Linked DNA regions of Zea mays: all the other regions are linked to region 3. Evidence: chromatin contacts called from public Hi-C data. All regions are on one chromosome and are shown on one strand. Each heading gives the region's core, a stretch centred on a gene start, on an enhancer-like site or on the middle of the called end of the contact. The rest is flanking DNA. Distances are from core to core; before and after follow the strand shown. Region 1 holds the start of LOC100277352 (putative calcium-dependent protein kinase family protein). Region 2 holds the start of LOC103637596 (P-loop containing nucleoside triphosphate hydrolase superfamily protein). Region 3 holds the start of LOC100383597.

The links. A called contact is a pair of places that touch in the nucleus more often than the background predicts.
Region 1: a contact with region 3 is called in a Hi-C map of ear, with 3 times the contacts expected there. The contact joins the promoter of LOC100277352 here to the promoter of LOC100383597 in region 3. A contact is called at or near these places in 13 of 25 Hi-C or Micro-C datasets (bundle sheath, ear, endosperm and 5 more) and 1 of 3 datasets of contacts at active chromatin or transcription factors (seedling).
Region 2: a contact with region 3 is called in a Hi-C map of ear, with 5 times the contacts expected there. The contact joins the promoter of LOC103637596 here to the promoter of LOC100383597 in region 3. A contact is called at or near these places in 7 of 25 Hi-C or Micro-C datasets (bundle sheath, ear, endosperm and 3 more) and 1 of 3 datasets of contacts at active chromatin or transcription factors (seedling).

The regions. Positions count from the first base shown.
Region 1 is chr1:85,177,820-85,181,805 of Zm-B73-REFERENCE-NAM-5.0, forward strand. It overlaps LOC100277352 (putative calcium-dependent protein kinase family protein), which reads left to right and starts at 1,525. Exons shown (of 8, transcript NM_001150943.1): 1 at 1,525-1,630; 2 at 2,238-2,944; 3 at 3,254-3,397; 4 at 3,492-3,644; 5 at 3,818-3,933. The coding sequence starts at 2,251.
Region 2 is chr1:84,735,934-84,739,948 of Zm-B73-REFERENCE-NAM-5.0, forward strand. LOC103637596 (P-loop containing nucleoside triphosphate hydrolase superfamily protein) reads right to left here and starts at 2,742. Exons shown (of 7, transcript XM_008659756.3): 1 at 2,366-2,742; 2 at 283-1,011. The coding sequence starts at 2,596.
Region 3 is chr1:84,950,920-84,954,727 of Zm-B73-REFERENCE-NAM-5.0, forward strand. It overlaps LOC100383597, which reads left to right and starts at 2,111. Exons shown (of 7, transcript NM_001363842.1): 1 at 2,111-2,425; 2 at 2,715-2,777; 3 at 3,488-3,674.

The DNA of each region.
Region 1 (3,986 bases), core at 275-2,774, 230 kb after region 3:
AGCACCCGTTTTTTAAGAATCTGGTTTATGAAAACTGAAGTGGTTTCAAACATAACAGTTTATATTCCAGTTTATAGAAACTGGATTCCCAGTTTCTTAAAACCAAGAAGTTAGACTCCCCTAGCTAAGCGAAAGGGCTTCTAGCCTAATGGCTAAGAGCTTCAGAGTACGGAGTGATTTTTCAGGCTTGGTTAAAAAATCCCCTCGTTGTGCCCTATTCGCTCTAGGGTCACGATGTCTCGTGCCCTCGGGTTGAGCCATTGCAGAGTAGACGGTTGACGCCAGTCCGTTAGTGATGGGAGGTTAGGATTCAACGATTTTCTCGGTCGGGACCATTGTTTCGGTCTCTTTTTAATATAATACCGGGAGGGCAGTCTTTCCCTCTCCAGCTGAGTTTTTTAGACTCCCCTAGCTAAAACCACTTTATGAAAATTGAGGTGGTTCCAACTTGCAAACACCATAAACCAGATTTTTATAAATCAGTTTCCAAAAACTAGAGATAAAAACTGGATTCTTAAAACTAGGTTGTTTCCACATAGGGCATAAGAATCTAGCTAATCATAGTTGTTGTTTTTGTTTATGATGGCTTAGAGCATCTCCAGTAATTGTCCAAAAAACCCACTAAATTTAATTTAGGGTGTTAATAAACAAAAATCATGCTATAACAGTTCCTTAAATAAGGTCCATAAATATACAAGCTTTTTAAATATTCCTATTAGTCTCTAAACTTGGGTAGTTGTTTCGCACTCCCAATAGCATGTTTTTGTCAACAATCACACCGTGAAATCACTTATAAATCAAAGTTTCGGAAGCATTTTTTTAGAAAACTAATGGGGATGCTCTTAGATTACCCTCTGGCTAGGGATAAAAGAACCCTGTCAGCATTGCTCTGAACAAAACAATCAACCCGAAACATCTAAAATAGTTGTAGTCTTTTTGAGCAAAGAGAATTTTGGTTACACTTATTTTGTCAAAAAAGTGCTAACAGCTCGACCACCATCATATATTGACACGAAACTGTTTGAATCTAATGGATATTCGCATGTGGTTCATGAAGATTCACAACAACCTATAATTATTGTGGTTCTTGAATATCACTTTTAAAACAAAGAAAACTCTCATGAGCACTGATTTGTATTGATAGAACATATGTTAAATGCTGAGTCTGTTCGGCTCCAACTGTATTTCGCGAGAGGAGAATAAACCCTAGGTCTCTCACAGAGTACCCTAGGTATACTATAGATGCAAAAACTTTTCTCTCGCTGGGCACTGTAGCTGCATCTGGAGTTTTTTTTACCATCCAAGGCCGTTGATTTCGAGCCTTTTGTCCTTTATGGAAAATCGCAGACGTCTACCAAGCCTCCAGCGGCCAGCGCGGCGAAACCTGTCATCCACGCCGCACGCTGCCGTGGCACTCAACCGGCCCGTCCTACCCCCACGGGCCCCACCCAGTCCACCACCCAGTATAAAACACCCTCCTCCTCCTCCGGCTGCTGCGCAGTGTGCTCCATCTCCATTTTTCTCCTCCTCTCGTTTTTGCGTTTAGGCCCCTGGGGAAGCAGGGATTCTGGCGACGGTCCCTCCCCCCGGCTCTCCCGCCTCGCGGCTCCGATCGAGGCCGCAGCGTCAGGTAAGATCCTTCACGGCCGCTTCCGGTCCTCATGGACCCGCATTCCACCTCGTGCGCGCGCTGTCGGCTCTGGATTTCGTCTACTTCGGCGAGGACTCGGAGTTAGAAACTAGAAGCCGTGTCCGGGGAGTCGCCGAGGTCTCTAGTAGGAGGCATTCCATGGCAGGATTTGGTGAGAATCTTTGTTCGCGGGGCGAATTTCGGTGCCAGTAACTCTTGGACCGGGGATTCTGGTGCCAAGGACACTGTAGTAGAAGATCCTAAATTTGGGTGGCGGTTTAAGCTATAGAATACGGTGGAACTGATACAGAGGTTTTGGAATTGTCGCTTCAAATATCTTAGAGGAGCCAGGAATAGTTGGCAACAGTACTAGTTTTTGTTTGTTTATAATTTACAAGTCTTCTGTTGTTCGCTCCTTTTTATGATAAATTTTTGGCTTAAATTTACGGTGCAGTATTTATTACTTGTACTGTAATTAGGAGTTCTGATCAGGTACATATGTTGGGGTGAGAAAAAAGCAGGCAGCAGTAGGTTTTCTTGTTTTGACGCAGAACTTCTTTATCGATGTCGCTGTTTTTATTTAAAGTTGTATTTTTGCGTCTTGCAGTGCAGTTGCATTAATGGGAAACCAATGCCAAAATGGAACCTACGGGTACGGGAGCAATTACAACAGCTACAACCACTTTCAGAAGGAGCCTCTGGCTTCTAGGCACTGTGATGGGGACGATACTGAGGGTTGCTACACAGGGCCATCTAGACCGAGCATAGCAGACCTTATGCGACAAGGACTGAGGCAGACTTTAACGTCCATCTCTGTTCTTGGTCGAGAGACTCCTAATGTCACAGAGCATTATACCCTTGGCCGGCAGCTTGGAGAGGGTCTCACTGGGACCACCTACCTCTGCACCGAGACCAGCACTGGGTGTCAGTTCGCATGCAAGTCCATCCTGAAGACAAGGTTCCGGAACATGCAAGATGTTGAAGACGTGCGCCGTGAGGTCCAGATAATGCGCTACCTTTCAGGGCAAAAGGATGTAGTCGCCATCAAGGACGCGTACGAGGACGAGGAGGCCGTGCACATTGTCATGGAGCTCTGCGAAGGCGGCGAGCTGTATGACCGGATTAAGAAGGGGAACTACAGCGAGCAGAAGGCTGCACATCTTATAAGGACTATTGTTGGCGTCATAGAGAACTTCCATTCACTTGGTGTCATGCACCGGGATCTTAAGCCAGAAAACTTCCTCTTACAGGATAAAGACGATGATTTGTCGATAAAAGTAATCGACTTTGGTCTCTCCGTGTTCTTCAAACCAGGTAGTATATCAATTTAGAACAAGCCATCAGGCTGTTTGAATTCTCAAGTAATGATATTCTGCTAATGTTTTGATCTATGTTGCATAACCCAGTATGTCCTTCTAGTTGTCCGCGAGTGAAACATTTTATTTGTGTTGCTAATTATCTTGTGTCTTCCACAGAGCATAACAGTATAGCATAGTATTTCCTCCTTGTATAGTTTTTGCCCTGACCGATTCACATCTAGTCACCTTTGATTTATGCCGGAGTATGGAAGTATGCACCAATTCTGGAGTTTTTCCCCTGAATACAGAATTTGCAAAATTTCAGGTGAGGTCTTTACTGAAACAGTCGGAAGCCCGTATTATATTGCTCCAGAAGTATTGCAGAAACATTATGGACCAGAGGCTGATGTGTGGACAGCTGGAGTGATACTCTATGTACTGCTAAGTGGCGTGCCACCATTTTGGGCAGGTGAATTAATTAGACATGATATTTGACTATTTGAAGTTTTCTTTCACTGCCGTTTTCTGGATGTGCTCAAGTCATCCATTTAATTTTGTACCAGATACACATGAAGGAGTACTTGACAAAGTGCGGAATGGGCATTTTGATTTTGAATCAGACCAGTGGCACATGATTTCGGACAGCGCAAAGGATCTTATAAGAAAAATGCTCTGCCCTTGTCCATCGGAGAGATTGAAAGCCCATGAAGTTCTAAGTATGATTTAACCCTTGTGCATATTAGTTTTTTCTCATTTCAATACCATATATTTACATGCCTTGCTTTTCCTAGAATGACTTTTACCAGCTGTTTATTCCTGGAAATTCACAGTAACTATTGTAAGATCAAGGAGTTGATAATACAATGATCTTTTGTTTCTAAATGCTCAGAGCATCCATGGATATGTGATAATGGAGTGGCTACTCATCAAACTCTGGATCCAACTGTTCTTTCTCGTACCAATAAATTATCTGCAGTGAATAAATCAAAGAAATTGGCTCTACAGGTGTGTTTATATGCCATGGAGTAGTTATTTTAATTTCTATTTTTTTGCACCAT
Region 2 (4,015 bases), core at 1,492-3,991, 210 kb before region 3:
AAACAGATATTCTAACATATAGTTCAAAACCATGCATGCCTAGATAGACAAGTTGCTCCATTCTATAAACAATGCAAACAAGCAACGATTGTTTATTGCACTTTGTTCGCATCTTACACAAGAAATAATAACAGAAAAAAGCAAGACATGTGATGATCAAAAGCATACAATCCTCATTAAGGTATTTCAGATACAACTACAAAAGATAACATGGAAAAGGGATTTTTCTCTTGTAAACTACAAACTAGTCATGTCAGCTAATATTGTAACTGAAAAACTCACATAATTGTTTCTGCCCAACATGCTATGGATGATTTTTGAATCCATTGTCAGACCCCTTCGGAGCACAACCCAAACACGGTCATATGTTACCATATTAGTCAGGTACATGGCATAGAAGGACCATCGCTTTGATTCACCTGTCTCTTTCTCATTTCTTCCATGCACATCGCTGCGCTTTTCAACCTTGTGTGACTCTTTCCAGACATTGCGATGCACAGATGAGTTTCTACATTTCGAAGCCATTGCTTCTTGATCTAGCATTTCCCAAGACTTGTCCAAACATTCAGCATACAACTTATCGTATTTATTAGCCCCAATTGGTCGCCGTTCACCTCCTTGAGCCCCAGTCTCCATCAACTGTGATGCCTTGACTGTCATCTTGTTACCATTAACCTTACTGACCCATACGATGACACAGGATTTGGACTGTTTCAGGATATCAGATTGATTTGCCGGTTTCGTTTCTGAAATCAGTAGAACATCAGCCGATTTTGGCTTATAATTATCAATCCCACAGCCATGAGACGTTCCCCTCCATCTGCCAAGACTGATCTCGTATGACCCCTTCCCTTTCCTCATTGAATTAACAGAGAGCAGGTCTGCATATGGAGCGTTGGAGATGTCCTCCATGCTTGAACACATGTCACCTCTAACCTCTTCTAAAAGTGGCCCAAAATACGATGTCATGTACTGCTCTATGCTGCTAAATGTCTCTGGTATCTTCGACACCTGTAAGAACAATCTACTTCCATGAATCATAGATGTTTAGCAGTTTGTGATAAATCAGTCCATAAAACATTTATTTTTATGTTTAAATCGGTTTGAATATATTCAGTATAATCAGTCCATAAATCTGCTAAAGTATAATCTGTAGTGTACCCCTTTGAGAACAGGATCCGTTGCCATAAGAATAAGTGTAATGCAATGATGCCTCCAAATGTCATAGGCGGATGTACGTGAATGAAATATAAAATTCAGACAGCAGCAGGATAGTTATATCCTAGCTAGTGGCACAGTCTAAACCAGTGTTTTAAGACCGTCCGATTAATTGACGTTTGACAATTAGTCGACTGATCGTAAATATGCATTTGATTAGAGGTAACGACACGATTAGCACGATCAGGAATCTGATCGTCCAACTAACCATCAATTAGTCATGATTAAACGAACAATTAGATCGCGGACGATTAGTTTGCTGCTTGGGGATTTTGGCAATCTGCATTGTGAACGTTTAATCGTTAGGGATATTGTCTACTTTTAGTTGTGTACTTGTGTTAGACTGTACCAGCCGAGTTTTTTTTACTTGTGTTTGACTGCTTGTTACCTTAATGTTAGCACTTAGCAGTTTAGCATGGTCCTACATTTTGTTGAATCTAAATTTCATGCTTTTAGATCTACATTTAATTTGGTGTTGCTGTTGCTTGCTGTTTAGGTTTGTTGTGTCCTACGCAGATTAAATTTTGATTTTTATTTTTTTGGTACAAAAATTCAATGCTGGGCTGCTGACTACGCTAGGGGTGTGTGGCACTGTGGCTATTAGCTAGGGCCATTGTGGTCTGGGTTCATACAATATACTACCAATCCAATGAGATTTCGCTACACATTTTCAATTCAAGACTCATGTTTGAAATGCAATTTAGCATAAACGATTAATCGTTCTGATCGTCCTATTAATCGTTCTGATCGGCTGATCGCCCCTCTGGGGCTCAGAAGCAATCAACCGATTAGAAAACATTGGTCTAAACTCTAAACCAAAGCAGTAGACCTAGACGATATCGCGGGGACCTAGGTGCAATTCAAACGACAAACAAAGCGCAATCAGTAAATCATCCGCTGCTGAAGTTACAAGGGAAAACGAATTGTACAAAAAAATCACTACCCAACACCAAATGCGGGCCCCAAATAACTCCACCTAATGAACCTAAAACAGCCCAGGGGAAGGGAGGAATGCCCATTAACGCGCAAAACCCCACGCACTTCCTCAGATCCACACGGATCGTCCGCTAAGCACGCCAGGTGCCTAGTAGAGAGATGTGGAGAGGGAAGCGCGGGCGGGCGGCGGGCAACGTAAGCAGCTTCTCACCTTGTCGCGGAGCAGGTCCTTGTCGAGGATTTGGTCCACGGACCACGAGAGCACTATCTCGGAGAGGCTCTGGCTTCTCCACCGCCACAGCGCGTCCACCGGGCCGTCCTTCCCCGGCGTCCGCGCCGCCTGGCGCCGCTCCTCCTCCTCATCGCCGGCCCCGTTGACAGCGGAGCTCGACGGGTAGCCGCGATCCTCGTCGCCGTCGCTGGCGTCATGGGGACGGCGCATTTTGCCTCGGCTCGGAAGTGCACGAGGGGGGTCAAGAGGCCAGACGAAGGCGACGAGGCGCTGTTTCGCGATTAGCAGGGGATTTGGGGAACCCTTTTTCCTTAAGACAGGGGCTCTCAAATCCTAGGTCTATTTGTAGTCGGTAGGCGATAGGATAGGGCAAGGTATCCACCTGCATATTTTAAATCTAGAACATATATGTATATATATCTATCTCATCTCCCGCCACTGGTAGAAGAAGTTTTTCGTAAAATTGATGGTTATATGAATATGAATATCATACCTTTAAGACTTTGTTTAGGTTTAGGGTTTCGTAAAATTGACATAAAATAGATGTCCTAATTTAAAATATGTATATAAATATTATAACTTTAAAACTTTGTTTGGATACTCTGTTATTTACTTTAATTTACACGTATCAAGATAGATTAAAATGTAACTTTAACAAATTCACACCTCAACCCACCAGACATCGACACGAGTTTCTGTTGTTGATATCCATTCGTTGCAGCTCGCTCGAATATTCATGACAAGTTTGGTTAGTGTCAGGTCAGAGTTTGCAACGACAAAATATGCCTGTTACATAAAGTATGACGGATAAAATCAAAGCCACACGTAAAAAATAAATTAACATGTAAAATAGGATGCTAAAAGATATGGCATATCAGAGAACCAAATAGCTACCAATAATTGTACTACTAACCTAAACCTTCGGTATTTATCGAACTAATCGGTTCGGTTCTTTGGTCCCTACAAATTCAGTTCCTTGAAGAATAGGTATTCATTGGTTTCTTTAAAAATCAAAACCGAGCAACTTTGGTTTTGATATTTACCGAAAAAATATTGAACAAATAAAAAACATACAATAGCAAGTTTAAAAGCCAAATTTGACATATTTTTTATATGTTTTCATAGAGAATAATAATAGTGAATACGTGTGTGTGTGTGTATATATATATATATATATATATATATATATATATATATATATATATATATATATATTGTATATTAGGAGCCCTGTGCTTCCAATAACTAAAGGAAGCTCAGGCCAGACAGTGCAATCCGGTCGAGCCGGACCAGGTTCAGACGTCTATAAAAAAATCTATAGTGCTAGGGATCAGTTTTTCACGCCCCATCTCGATTCATTAGCGACGGCGGTTGCCCGACAGCGCGCGCGGCGGTGGACCCCGGCCAGTGGCTGCGGTGGCCGCGGCTCCCCGACCTCGACATGCGGTGGCGGCGGTTCCCAGGCCGGCGGTGGCGGCCCCCGATCCAGAGGGCGAGCGGCGGCAGCGCCCTTATGCGGTGGCGGCGGTTCCCAGGCTGGTGGCCGCAACTCCATTACCTCGACGCGCGGTGGCGGAGGTTCCTCGATCCGCAGCGGGGCCATTGTGTGGGCAAGAGGCGGCGTCCCTG
Region 3 (3,808 bases), core at 861-3,360:
AAAAACACAGTTATATATTTGTTTTCAGCATACCATTAAGTATTACAGGAGCTTCGTTACTAGGAGAGCTTCAACATAACTCGAAGGAAGTACGACGAAGCAGGCTTCGTCACGATGAAGCAAGAAGGCAACGAAGAGAGAAGGTGTTGTTCAAATTGTTGAGTGCAAAAGACAATGTTGTCCCTATGACATTTGTAAACTCTGTATGTAATTGTTGAGGATGTGAATGTAATAACAAACGAAGCCGTACGATTGCTTATAAATAGATGAACAGTACTTCCATACTATTCACGCTAGATTATAATTACCCTTACATCACCACCTTCAAACAAGCCGAAGATAACAATGTAATACAAACTTTAAAAGTGCTTTTACATTTATTATGATATAAATACGTGACATAATATTATACCTTGCGAATATATTTTTATATGTTTACAAATAATAAAGACTTGTTATTTATGACCTTCGTCTAAGATGCATTATACCCGAAAGGGAATAATGATTCGGAAGACGAAGGTCTTTAACATATAACAAATGTATTGTCTTACTCTTAATTCACAGCAATTGAGAATAAGTGGACAATGGCTACTAAAAGCTACCGATATTTAAAGCTAAAATGACTTATAGTTTGGAACGAGGAAAATACCCTTCAAGTGAATTGGCTTAAGAACTATGGTATCAAAGCCATGCAATACCCTACACGTATGCTAAAGATATGCCAGCGCCTTCTTTGTTACAGGTTGGAGTTCGTTGAAGCAAATGGAAGCGCCGCATATTTGCTGGCACAGCTGCAGTCCAAATCCAACTGCAGTCCGCAGCAGCTCGTCCTTCTTGACCTGCTCTGTCAGGCTCGCCATCCTGACGGCTTGTCCTGACTCCAGCGAACCCGATCCTTGCTTGCCACGTATCAGATACAGTGGAGTTGTAGGAGAGGAGTGAGGACTGAGGAGAGCAAGCCTGGGAAGTTTAGTGAGTAAAAACTGCGGCGCCTCCTCTGATGCACCCGCAGTCGATGGGGCATGTGCCCAACTGGTCCTGCTCACCATGCTGTATCCTGAAAGGCCGAAACAACACAGGTTTATGTGTGCATGCATATGCTCACATGAATTTCTTCCATCAAAATCCTGAAAAATGGATTAGGCCAAGGAGAGTAAACCTGATCTGGAGATAAAAAAAAAGTTAAACCCAGTATTAATGGCTCCCATGGTTCCTCTGACTTAAGTTTAGTTCGTGTCACATCAAATGTTTGAATATCAACTACGAGTATTGTATATAAGTTTGATTAGGTTTAATAAATTTGTCTATCTTTTAGTCTTTATCTATGTAATTAGTTTTATGATTAGACTATATTTAATACTCGTAATCATCATACAAACATTCAATATGACAGGGACTAAAGTTTAGTTAGGTGGAACCAAACACCCCAAAAATAATCGAGGCAAGTCTTACCCAAGAAATAGAGGCTGCGTCGATTCTAGGACCTTTTGGATCAGTAGAAAGTCTTCTCGTCGCTACGTCAAACCTGTCCTTCTCACCTAGAGATAGGGGTGGTAATGGACTCTAAATTTTACACTACAAAATTTAAGGATCAAATTATATTAGGATTGAGCTCTATTTCTATTCATTTTTTAACTAAAATTAATTAAGGGCTCAAACGAATTGTGAAGAAACATTTGAATGATCAATTACCACCCCTACCTAGAGATCAAACACTAGAAATTGTGGAGCAGCCATAAAAGTACACAATACTCTATATTCCATGTTGGTGAGTCTTGAAAACATCAAAAATACTCCAAAAGTTAAATGGTACCTTCATAGGCTTACTGTTTCCACTTTGCCCAAATTTGTATAGAAAGAACAGTATAAGAATTGTGCCATAGTGTCCTGGCTGGACCCCAGTTCATTGTAAAATAGATATTACCTTTAGTTAAAAGGCGCTCGAATTTCAGTCTCTCCCCGCGTTTCACGCGCTCTCGGCCGCACGCGAGCCAACGCGTGGCCGCACACCACGGACCCGAAATTATACATCAAATCAACCAAATTGCAGCGTTGCGTCCGGTCTTCCTTTCCCAACTCGGTCGACGCGTTCGCCACGGCTGCGCAGTCCTCCTCCTCGCCTCCGATCCCCTCCCTTCGACGATGCGAGCACACCCGCTCATCCTCTTCGTACCTGCACCGCCACCTCATCCTCTTCCTCGCCGCGCCGACACCCACCGCGCTCTCTCCCTCCCGCGGCGACGCCCTTCGCCAACGAGAACCGCACGCCGTCGTCTCCCACGGGCACTGTCGCACGCTGGGCCACGCTGCAGTCGGTGGCGCCGCCACACCTTCTTCCTCCATGTGCCGTCGCCGCCCTATTCTTCTTCGAGATGCAGCCGCTAGCGCTGCCCTCCTCCCAGCTCCCCTTCATGGCCGCGTGCAGGTGGACCGCTCCCCACCCCGTCGCCTTCCTCCTCGTACTGCCCCCAAGAACGCCCTAGGTTACTTTTTCTTAGATTTGCCTTTTGGTTTCAAGTATGTTTCTCTGATGCCCTAGCTGTCTGGTGGATTAAATTTAATTATTGAGCTGCAACTTTCACCAATTGGTTTGGAGAAAGACAATAGAGGCTTGGGTTCTTTTAGTTAAGAAAAATTGCGTCCGTGTTCAGTTATAACATAAGATTGTTTATTGTTCTCTGTAATCTCACATTTCTTTTTCTATATATGAATAGGGACTATGTGCCAGTGTTAGTTTTTGGTACCAGTCTACAGGTCTTTCATTTCTACATTCAAAGGTGAGAATCAATCATGTTCGGCTCCCTTTAAAAAAGTAATGTTTCCCAATCCTTCATAGTAAAACTAAACACACATTGTAAAGACATTTGTCGTACGAGATCTTTTATAGAGGTGTGTTTTAACCCAAAGGCAGGCTGTGGAGATCAATTCCAGATATTGCCTTCTTGTTGTGTCTCAGTTGATTTTTTTTAGCATTGAACGTAACTTACAGTTTGACATAACAAGCGGTGAATGTAACACTACAGTTTAACTCAACAAGCCATTGGCTGTAGCTCACAATCAGCTTGGCTGAACTGCCAAAAAAAATACAAGCAGTCCATTACAGTTCAACTTAACAAGAGCAGTTCTGTTGGTAAAGCCGATGCAAATAAGTACCAATTGTTAGTTAGGAAGGGAAAAGTGTCAGCAGTCAATGGCTGATTAAAAAACTAAATGTCTTTGAATTTGTTGGGCCGTGTGCCTAGTGCCTGGCCTATTAACTGGCTTGTTCGCTGCGGCTTTAATCCGACTGCGACTGCGGCTTCTACAGTATTTTGTCTCTAGGAATTGCAGCTGCAATAGTATTTTGCAGCTGCAACAGTGCTCCCGCATGGGCAGCCGAACAAGCTAAACATGTACATATATACTTATTATACCAGTGAGGTGTGTGTAGAGTAGTGTACTCTGTACTCTTCCAGAAAACTTTACATGGTACCGGAACCGGGACCAGCGGCGACGGTGTAGTGGTGAGGAGGCAGAGGAGTGCCTTCGGCCTCGACGGAAGAAGGCCGCCGATGGAGAAGAAGACCAGCTGGGAGCGTGGCGCGGCGTCGCGGTCGTGCACGAGGAGGAGGAGCCTGCACTTGCCGGAGGGAGAAGAAGCATGTAGCACGGTGCGGTGCTGCAGTCGTGCGTGAGTAGGTTCTTATTATTGTTTTCTATCCTGCTGGATATGTAGTCATGACAGTTAAATTATGTACAACTATGATTACAAACGGGAATACAAGCTAGGAGTTGAGACCACAATCCTTATGAAAAGTTACACTGTAAG